2 separate regions of the Mus musculus genome follow, and region 2 is linked to region 1. A link is a contact called in public Hi-C data. All regions are on one chromosome and are shown on one strand. Each heading gives the region's core, a stretch centred on a gene start, on an enhancer-like site or on the middle of the called end of the contact. The rest is flanking DNA. Distances are from core to core; before and after follow the strand shown. Region 1 has its middle 170 kb from the start of Gm32656. Region 2 overlaps Gm32543 (a long non-coding RNA gene).

Region 1 (5,309 bases), core at 1,958-4,457:
GACAATTTTCTGTTTCCTTAATTACCTTATATATGAGACACTTAAGTCCTAATCAGTATAGATTCATTAACTTTAGCCCTGGGTTTTTGTTGTGGTTGCAGAGAGAAATGGGCCAATGTTTTTAAAATTCTAAGACAAGGGAATATCTGTACTCCTAAATAGCAGATTAAAGGTTAGGGTGGGTCACACCAGTCAGAATGGCTAAGATCAAAAATTCAGGTGACAGCAGATGCTGGCGAGGATGTGGAGAAAGAGGAACACTCCTCCATTGTTGGTGGGATTGCAAACTTGGACAACCACTCTGGAAATCAATCTGGTGGTTCCTCAGAAAATTGGATATAGTACTACCGGAGGATCCAGCAATACCTCTCCTGGGCATATATCCAGAAGATATCCCAACCGGTAAGAAGGACACATGCTCCACTATGTTCATAGCAGCCTTATTTATAATAGCCAGAAGCTGGAAAGAACCCAGATGCCCCTCAACAGAAGAATGGATACAGAAAATATGGTACATTAACACAATGGAGTACTACTCAGCTATTAAAAAGAATGAATTTATGAAATCCCTAAGCAAATGGATGGACCTGGAGGGCATCATTCTGAGTGAGATAACCCAATCACAAAAGAACTCACATGATATGTACTCACTGATAAGTGGATATTAACCCAGAAACTTAGAATACCCAAGATACAAGATACAATTTGCAAAACACATGAAACTGAAGAAGAACGAAGACCAAAGTGTGGACACTTTGCTCCTTCTTAGAATTGGGAACAAAACACCCATGGAAGGAGTTACAGAGACAAAGTTTGGAGCTGAGACAAAAGGATGGACCATCTAGAGACTGCCTTACCCGGGGATCCATCCCATAATCAGCCTCCAAACGCTGACACCATTGCACACACTAGCAAGATTTTGCTGAAAGGACCCACACATAGCTGTCTCTTGTGAGGCTACGCCGGGGCCTAGCAAACACAGAAGTGGATGCTCACAAGTCAGTATTGGATGGATCACAGGGCCCCCAGTGGAGAAGGTAGAGAAAGTACCCAAGGAGCTAAAGGGATCGGCAACCCTATAGGTGGAACAACAATATGAACTAACCCGTACCCCGGAGCTGGTGTCTCTAGCTGCTTATATATCAGAAGATGGCCTAGTTGGCTATCATTGGAAAGAGAGGCCCAGTGGTCTTGCAAACTTTATATGCCTCAGTACAGGGGAATGCCAGGGCCAAGAACTATGAGTGGGTGGGTAGGGGGGTGGGGGGGGAGTATGGGGGACTTTTGGGATAGCATTGGAAATGTAAATGAAGAAAATACCTAATAAATAAATTTTTAAAAAAGGTAGGGTGGGAGAAATGAGTGGAGACAGAGATAAAGGATTGGAAGTTTTTCTGAAACTTTCCTTTTCATTATTGTTTTATTTGTTCACCGTGCCAGATGTAACAGTACATGGGAGGTACATCTCAACGAGTTGTTGAGGACTCATGAATTAAGTGTACATAAGATTTAGCCAGATGGAAATCAGCCAGGAGCAAAAAGAAAAAAGAAAAGCATTCCAGAAGAAGGGGCTCATGTGCAAAATAACTGGGAAAACAAGAAAGCAAGACTATATAAACTCTCCGTGATTTTAGGCTGACTCAAGTCTACCATGGAAGAGGAAAAGGTATTCCCCCGACAAGAGAAGTAAATAGCAAACAAAAACTATGAGATTCCTACTAACTCAGTGGATACTTGTACTGTGGTCAATTCAAAGCTCAGCTGTCTGTTCACTTGTTCAACAAATTCAGATCTCTACTTGAGATCCTCATGTATAGATGGCCAGTGGAAGCATTCATGGGTTCATGACAACATAAGGGGAAAGATCTTCATTTGATTCCAGCAGTACTGATCAAATTCCCATAGAATTTTCAAGTGAAGCCCTGGGATGGCTGCCTTCTAATCGTGGCAATTTATAAAGAACTAAATAGAAATACGTTCCAAAGTTCTGCCCAGAGCGTGAAAGTAATGATGGGCCCCAAGCTTGCCCAAGCCTAGAGTAATAGAAATGAATAAAAGCTTTGAGCCTGATGGAGTTACACACTCATCTGGCTAGGTGAATCTATTGCACACAGTCTGTAGACTTAAGACAGGTTAAACCCCACCTGCTCCTTTGATGTAATTGCTTCCATTAGTCTCATAGGGATTTGCCTGGCTTTGTATAGTGGTCTTAGCATTTTCATTTTTCTTTGAAAGAATTTACAGTTGCACAAATAACGATTCTTATTCCTATGTTCATAAGTAAACAAGACAAGTAAACAGTAACGAGCTGATACTTTCCAAGGGCGATTAAACTGCTCTTATCCTGCACAAAAAATAAGCTGGGTCTCCCCAAGCCTTCTATTTCTAAATCAGGCTCTGATTCCTGCAACTGTTGTTGTTAAACAGGACTGGGAAGGATGGAGTTAAGGTGAGTGGGGCACAAAGAAGAAAGAGGTGAGAAGAAAAAGAAGCCTTCTCTTCAAAGGGAGAGCTTTGACATGGAAATGTGCCTCCTGAAGATAATGGGGAGGAGGGCTGTCCGGCTAAAAGAAGATGAGGCCAAAAAGCAAATGCCACATACCTCCCAAAACACAAATGGTGGGAATGAAAGAATCAAGTGTTGTGCCTGTAACTGCCTCCTCAAAGGATAGAGAAGGTGACAGGGCACTTGCTAGCTGCGAAGTCCTTCAGAAGAGAGATGCCAGGCTATCCTCTCAAATGACAGCATCCCACACACAATTAGTACAGTGTAAAGTCTGAGAAAGTTGGGTTTCTTACTTTTCACATCCAGATCGTGAATAAAGGGGGCCCAGAAAAGGGGGTAAATAGACTCCTGTAATTTTATCAATGGGGAAATCAGTGAAATTCTAGAGTTTCCCACACTTTGTTACACCCCAGTAAGGATTTATTTTCTCCTCTGGCTAGCACTATATCACCATTGTAAGAGATCTAATGGGGCCTGTTGGGTCTCTTCTCCACAGCGCTCCCAGATGTCAGTTGATGAGAACACACATGAGAACCTCCTCATTTCCTCATCATCTCTTGGGTAAGGGCAACTGCTCCTTTCAGTGGTGTCAGTTTTGTAAGTCAGTTTGACAAAAAGTGTGTGATGAGGACAAGAGCACAGGGCTCTGGCCGTAGACAACCAGAGAAGAGGAGTGGGGCAGCCCAGCTTGTTATTGAGACACCTAGTTGAAGGCAGTTAAGACAGAGCAGGATGTGTGCTAAGGGCGCAGGTCCTTCCAACAGCCACCACCTCCACCCAGCGGTTGCCAGGGCAGCTTGGAGAGGAAAGGACTATTCCTACAGGTGTAATTTCAACCCACTCTTCTCTCCCTTTCTGCTAAAATGATATTGGCAGGAAGCTGGGAGAAAAATGATTTGTGCAGTAAGCAGATGGGCCCATGGAAAAAGAGGGCAGGGCTCCTCAACTTCTCCCTTTCTGCACTGGTGTAGTCTCCCACATACCTGGATCTTTATTGGGGAAATAGATGACTGCTACTCTAGGCTTTTTGTGCAAGAAAAGAGTACAGGAAGCCATGGTTCACAGAGGCCTCTGGGGAGACTACGTTACTTTAGCTCCTGTCGTGGATCAATGTCTTTCTTATTATGAAATTTTAGAAGGCTTTCATTGGCAGAAAAAGTTAAATATGCTCACATATACAGGCTCCTACAGAGTTTGTAAGCCCCATGTCTTAGTCTGCTTTTTGTAGGACTAGTAGAGTTGCTGAGCCCAGCTGACTTTCAAAGAAAATGGGTTTGCTCAACATTGTGTGTCTATAATGGACATGAGAAACCCAAGTACATGGTTCCACATGACCAGCTCTTTTTTGAGGTGGTACTTCAGTTCCATGGCAAAAACACAAACAACAAACAAACAAACAAACAAACAAACCAAACACAACACAAAACAAAGAAACAAGCAAAAAAAACCAGAAAAGAACGTGCACACATGGAGAAGACTGAGAACATGGTGGGGTCAAGCCCTCAAGAGTGAGAACTTTCATGAATCTAGCCATAAGAGGGCATCCCTGTGACTCAACCATCCCGCACTTGGCTCCACCTCTCAATGCTGCCCTTTTGAAGAATTCAAGTCCTAATGCTTGAACCTGAGAGGGCACATCCAAATTAAATTACTCTACGAAAGTCGTCTATCATGAGACTTGGTTGGACGCCTTAGATGCTCCTGTGTGGTGTAGATGATTAATTTGCTTCAGTTCCCAGGTAGCCATCACACTATGCAGAATGGTTACTACAAGTCTTTCAGACTTCACAGCATTTCCTAAATACATTCCTCAGCTAGTAACTATTAATCCACACCTTCTAAAGGCTATGTGTTCGTTCATCTCACTCTTCCCCAGAAGAACTGAGGAAATGGCAGGAAAGACATATCTTAAATGCCATAATTGCTTTAGCTGTGAGCTTATCTCTCTCGACTGAGTCAAAGCATGCTTAGGATGAGAGAGAAACATCGGAGCCTCCCATCAAAGATGAGAGAATGTACTGCTGAAGAGAAGCTTCTGGATCAGGAAGGTTAAAGCCAGGGAGAGAGCCAACAGGTCCTGAGACGCAAGGACACCCTGCCCTACATTCCTGTTTTTTCAGGGAGGGGCTTCGACTGTCCACAGAGAGCATTTGCCATTTTACAGACACTGACGGCTTCTTTCTAAGGCTCGAGAGTGTTATTAAAGTCCCTGATACATCAAACTAAACATCTGACAGTTAGATAGTGCCGGCAGATATCTTTGTTATCATGACCTTCACATTTTCAGTGTGGTCTCGACCAGAGATAAGTCCACTTCAGCCTCAGACTGCACAGGACTCCTCAAAGGAGAGCTGGGAATCTCCTGGTTTTCCCCACTTTTTCTTGTCCCTGACAAGAAGGCCTCCCCTTGATTTGTTTTTGTCCAGCCTCATTTTGATTTATGGCTTTTCTCCCCCACCCCCTCAACTCCCCCTAAGAATCCAGGAGAGAGAACCAAAAGGAGGGGGCATCTGGAGAGGCCACACAGTCCCCCCCCCATCATTGTTTGAGGTTCCCAGGTGTCAGATGAGGTGAATTTACTCTGTCCAACAGCAATGAGAATTTTTAGTGTGAAGGAAGAAAGAAACATCCAGGGCTCAGTGAAGCCGTTGGTATATTTTTCAATTAATACAGCTTTTGTACTTTCCAAAGTTTACGTAGGTGACAAGACTTCATCCACAAAAGATCTTCAGTTTCCCCTAAGCTCAGTATCATTAAAAAAAAAAAAATCCCAGAAAGGAATGCATTTGTATTGCATAAATAT
Region 2 (4,851 bases), core at 701-3,200, 120 kb after region 1:
TCAAGCCAGATGCTGGGAACAATTGTGTAGATGCTTTACTGTCCTCAGAGTCCCTGGGAGACAGGTATACATGTCTCTTAACAATACTGCCCTTCCTTCCTTTCTACTGTATGTTTGTTTGTTTGTTTGTTTGCTTGCTTGCTTGCTTGCATTTTGAGACAGTTTCTCTGTATAGTCCTGGTTGTTCTGGACCTCACTCTGTAGACCAGGCTGGCCTCGAATTCACAGAAAACCACCTGCCTCTGCCTCCCAAGTATTGGGATCAAAGGTGTGTGCCACCATTGACAGGCCTCTACAATTTTTTAACAAGCAAGAAAGACTTAGAAACATAGCCTTTGGGTGAAATACCAGGAACATTATGGAACCTTAAACATCTTTCTTAGTAGAGTTGGCATGAAGGTTTCTTAGATTCCAGATGGTTAGAAAAGAGATAGTTAACTAATTCAGTCATTCTTGTTGTGCCCCCTGCACATCCTCAGTTCAGTTCGACCTACTTATGGGCACTGGCTGATCCCAGCCCTGTCCTAGACACTCAGCTTCCTTATCATTCCTCCCAGACCCATTCCTTAAAACAGGTTGCTATTCTCGTGTACCATTTTCTCATACTGAATCTAAGGCCCTCATGTTAAAAATTTGCACTGTTATATCAGAGGCTGGTGAAGTCTGTGACAGCAAAATAATGATGTGTTGGCTTGTATATAATTGTTAAGGCGTTAGTAATGGGGATGGTCTAATCTTATAGAAGCAGAAAAAAGTTGTTAGATTCAACTAGACCAGGGCAGACATGTCTTGGGCAATAATTCCTCAGGAGTGCATTAGATTTCGAGGGAGATGAAAACATTCATCAGAAAACATCCCTTGAAAGGGGCCGGTGAGGTATATAAACAAATAAACACAATAATTACAGAAAAAAATTAAATCCCTTGGAACTTTATTAGTTTTTCTTTTCATATAGCATCAGAGATGTGCAATAGTTTTTGTTTTTTTGTTTTTGCCATAGAAATCAGGACATTGTTTAAACAGAGCTTCAGTGTCTTAATTCAGCATCGAAGAGTCTAAATAGTTTCAGAAGAATAGTGGTTCTCAGCCTTCCTAATGCTGTGACCGTTTAATACAGTTTCTCATGTTGTGGTGACCCCGACCATAAGATTATTTTCATTGCTACTTTATAAACATGATCTTGGTACTTTTTTGAATTATAATGTAAATATAAGTCTTTTCCAATGGTCTTTTGCAGCCTCTGAAAGGGTCCTTTGGCCCACAAAGGGGTCAGATTGAGAATCACTGCAGTAGAACTTCAATTGACCAATGACAACAAATGATAATCTCTAACTTATCAGTGCTTGCACATTCCAAGGTCAGAATCGCAGTGATCAGCAATGCTACTTCCCAGGAAGATTACAGTCCTAGTATAAACATCTTTTAAAGAATCATCCTCAAAGAGGCAAATTTTCTTTACACGTTTTTCTAGTCATTGTTCCAGAAACATTTTCAACAAATCTTTTACATCTTGCCTTTGACTTCAAGTTGGTAAACAGTTTAATTCACACAGGAATCTTACATATTATAGATATGCTGAAGGATGTGTGCAATCCTACTTAATTTAATTCATAGTCTAGTAAAATGAAAAATTAAAAAAAAAATTTAACTTCAACTGAACTACTAAATTTCAGAAAATTCACCAATGATCAAAGGACATGCTGGGTTCTGTCTGTCTTGCCATGTGGTGGAAGTACTACACAATGGAGTGCTAATAGATATCTTTGCACAACTTGACTTTCCGCAGCTTCGTCCTGATCTCCTGAAATTGATCATAGTAAGAATGTCTACACTGCAGAAAATAATGTCATGCAACTAGAGTTTTTTTTAAATCCAGAAAAACCAGTGGTTAAACAATTACCAGTATCCTCCTGTCTTGGCCAGTTCCCCAAAATGCCCGTGGTCAGCATTACCCAATATAAGACAAGGCATGCCAGAGAGGAAGTTGAAGAAACTGGTGGCAGTTTGAACTAACTGCTGTTAAAATGTCTTACTTTGAGATTTTACAAACATCTAAAAACACTACAAGAATTCCCTCCCAGTAACCCAATCACAAAAGAACTCACATGATATGTACTCACTGATAAGTGGATATTAGCCCAGAAACTTAGAATACCCAAGATACAAGATACAATTTGCTAAACACATGACACTCAAGAAGAACGAAGACCAAAGTGTGGACACTTTGCCCCTTCTTAGAATTGGGAACAAAACACCCATGGAAGGAGTTAACAGAGACAAAGTTTGGAGCTGAGACAAAAGGATGGACCATCTAGAGACTGCCATATCCAGGGATCCACCCCATAATCAGCTTCCAAATGCTGACACCATTGCATACACTAGCAAGATTTTGCTGAAAGGACCCAGATATGGCTGTCTCTTGTGAGACTATGCCGGGGCCTAGCAAACACAGAAGTGGATGCTCACAGTCAGCTATTGGATGGATCACAGGGCCCCCAATGGAGGAGCTAGAGAAAGTAACCAAGGAGCTAAAGGGATCTGCAACTCTATAGGTGGAACAACAATATGAACTAACCAATACCCTCCCACCCCCGAGCTCAGCCATCAGTGGAAGGGAGGCCCATTGGTCGTGCAAACTTTATATGCCTCAGTACAGGGGAATGCCAGGGCCAAGAAGTGGGAGTGGGTGGGTGGGGGAGTGGGTGGGGGAAGGTGTGGGGGACTTTTGGGATAGCATTGGAAATGCAAATGAAATAAATACCCAATTTTTAAAAAAAGAAAAAGTAAAGAAAATAGTAAAAAAAAAAAAAAAAAAGATTTCCCTCCCAGGACTACAGGGTCAGGAGAAGGGTCTGGAAACATAATCCTCCTTAGCTCTTTGGCTAGCTTAGCTGATCCTTTCAGGTCATTCAAATCTTGGGCAATGGCATCAGAGCAATCATCCACGACCTTTATCAATAATGATTGTCTTGACCATGATCTACCCCTTACGCTATTTTTTTCTTCAGGAAACTTGTCACTACCACACAAACTCTGTGAAAAAGAGTCTTGTTTTGTTAAATATAGTATTCTACTGCAAAATGCAGTGCATGGTCCAAGACTACAAGGTGAGTTAATTACACACTATATGCAATAACACGGACAATTACCCATAAATTATTACTAGGTAGCAAAACTAGTATATGATTGGTACGAATCATTCATCAATTTGGTTGTGGGGGGTTATGGAGGTCAATCTTGTGAAGGAAAAAGTGGGATGGAGAGTGAGTTGTCACAGGCTCCAGTGACTCCTCAAAGTTCTGATCTGCCATATCCAGAATTAGATCTAAGATGGCTCCCAGAACACCAGTGAGACAGCAAAAGGAATCGAGGCCAGGGCGGTGGTTGCTTCTTGGTCTTCATGGAAGTCCTAACAGATGAAGATGTTCCCCCTACCCCTCCCCTGCTCCTTCTGAGTTACCTCATTAGGCAGGGCGTTTATTGTTGTATGGTGACAGTGTGGTGAGATATGATTGGTCAATGATTTAGGGGCTTGGGATTAGCTTGAACACAGTATACAAGCTTATGCACTGTGCAATAAACTCAAATCTGCACCCTGATGCTGTCTCCAGGATTTGTCACATGACTCCATCTCTCTCTCTCTCTCTCTCTCTCTCAATCTCTCTCTCTCTCTCTCTCTCACACACACACACACACACACACACTCCCCATTCCTTGGCTCTGTTCCCACATTCTATATTTATGAATTCACCTGTTCACTGATATTTATTTGTAACCCCAAAACAATACTCAAGATGTTTAATGAACCATTCACAGAGATGAATATTCCCAGCTGGGACTGGTGAGCAGGAAGAAATAAAGCCTTCCTTATTTCATCTCTCTCACTGTAATCAAGTACTTGTCCATGCTCTCTATAGGGCTCACGCATTAGTGTTTTATTTTGCTGCTCTAAATAACCTCAAAAACAAGGGAGAAGTGCTATGTCGTGTTCTTCAATGCAAGATATCTTCAATGTGCCTCCCAGAGAAAAAGTATGCACTAGGTAAACCTCATTGGAGATTGAGTTATAGTGTTATGGTTTAGTTCAATGTATAAGAGAGTTAACAAGACATATTGAAGAATGTGTCATTATGTAACAATACACAGAGAATAAGGTTATATATTACTTGGTGAAAATAATAGCCATCAAAGAACCAACTCAGAAAAATAAGATAAAATAGTACTGTTAGAAGCAAACCAAACTATTTATACTAAGGAGAAAATAATTGGACTCAGAACAAAGAATTTTGCTTTGAGTTTGTTTTTTATTCCAGCATATTACATGTAAACAACTAGATTTAAAAAGAAGCCTCCTACTCAACCTTCCCCAAAATATAGGTCTTTAATAAGAAATGTGCTTTTATTCTCTCCAAGGAAAGAATACACTGTCCAGTTAGTTTAAATATTCTTTATAAAAAGCAGGTGGTTTTAACATGCAGCACTAGGTATTAGTAAATACAAGGACTGTTGCTAATTTATTTCAAGCATAAAAAACTTGAAGCGTATACAGATAGATGGAGACACAGGATTTTGATAGTCAATCCTGGTACAATGTGTGAGAGGCAAAGACTATTTGCAGAGTGAAAATCATGACTTTTGTTTCTTGAACAGAAAGCCATGATGTAAGAATTCAGGTACATTTTTCCTTTTTCTTGGATAATAATAAGATCTGCACAGCATAACCCTGCTGGGCTGTTCAGTCAGAAAGAACTGAGCATTAGTCTCTCTACTTCCTTAGCCCCCACCACACCCCCACCACAAGAGTTCATTTAATCAAGGGTCTACAATAAAATGCTACTCTCAAAATGGATG

Evidence for each region. Hi-C and Micro-C count contacts between places; a contact is called where the count stands out from the background.
Region 2: a contact with region 1 is called in a Hi-C map of myeloid progenitors, with 2.8 times the contacts expected there. The contact joins two enhancer-like sites. A contact is called at or near these places in 1 of 15 datasets of contacts at CTCF or cohesin (the G1E-ER4 cell line) and 5 of 484 Hi-C or Micro-C datasets (the HPC-7 cell line, Sertoli cells, cranial neural crest and 2 more).

What each region holds. Positions count from the first base shown.
Region 1 is chr10:17,488,599-17,493,907 of GRCm38.p6, forward strand. No RefSeq gene overlaps it. Among named protein-coding and RNA genes, the nearest start is that of Gm32656, 170 kb to the right of the region's middle. Within about 2 kb of position 3,208, at least 23 of the 459 cell types and tissues checked have an H3K27ac peak or open chromatin away from gene starts, as enhancers often do. A contact at or near this core is called in myeloid progenitors, where this site is marked.
Region 2 is chr10:17,611,556-17,616,406 of GRCm38.p6, forward strand. The region is part of intron 3 of Gm32543 (a long non-coding RNA gene); the gene reads right to left. Among named protein-coding and RNA genes, the nearest start is that of Gm32656, 46 kb to the right of the region's middle. Within about 2 kb of position 1,951, at least 30 of the 459 cell types and tissues checked have an H3K27ac peak or open chromatin away from gene starts, as enhancers often do. A contact at or near this core is called in myeloid progenitors, where this site is marked.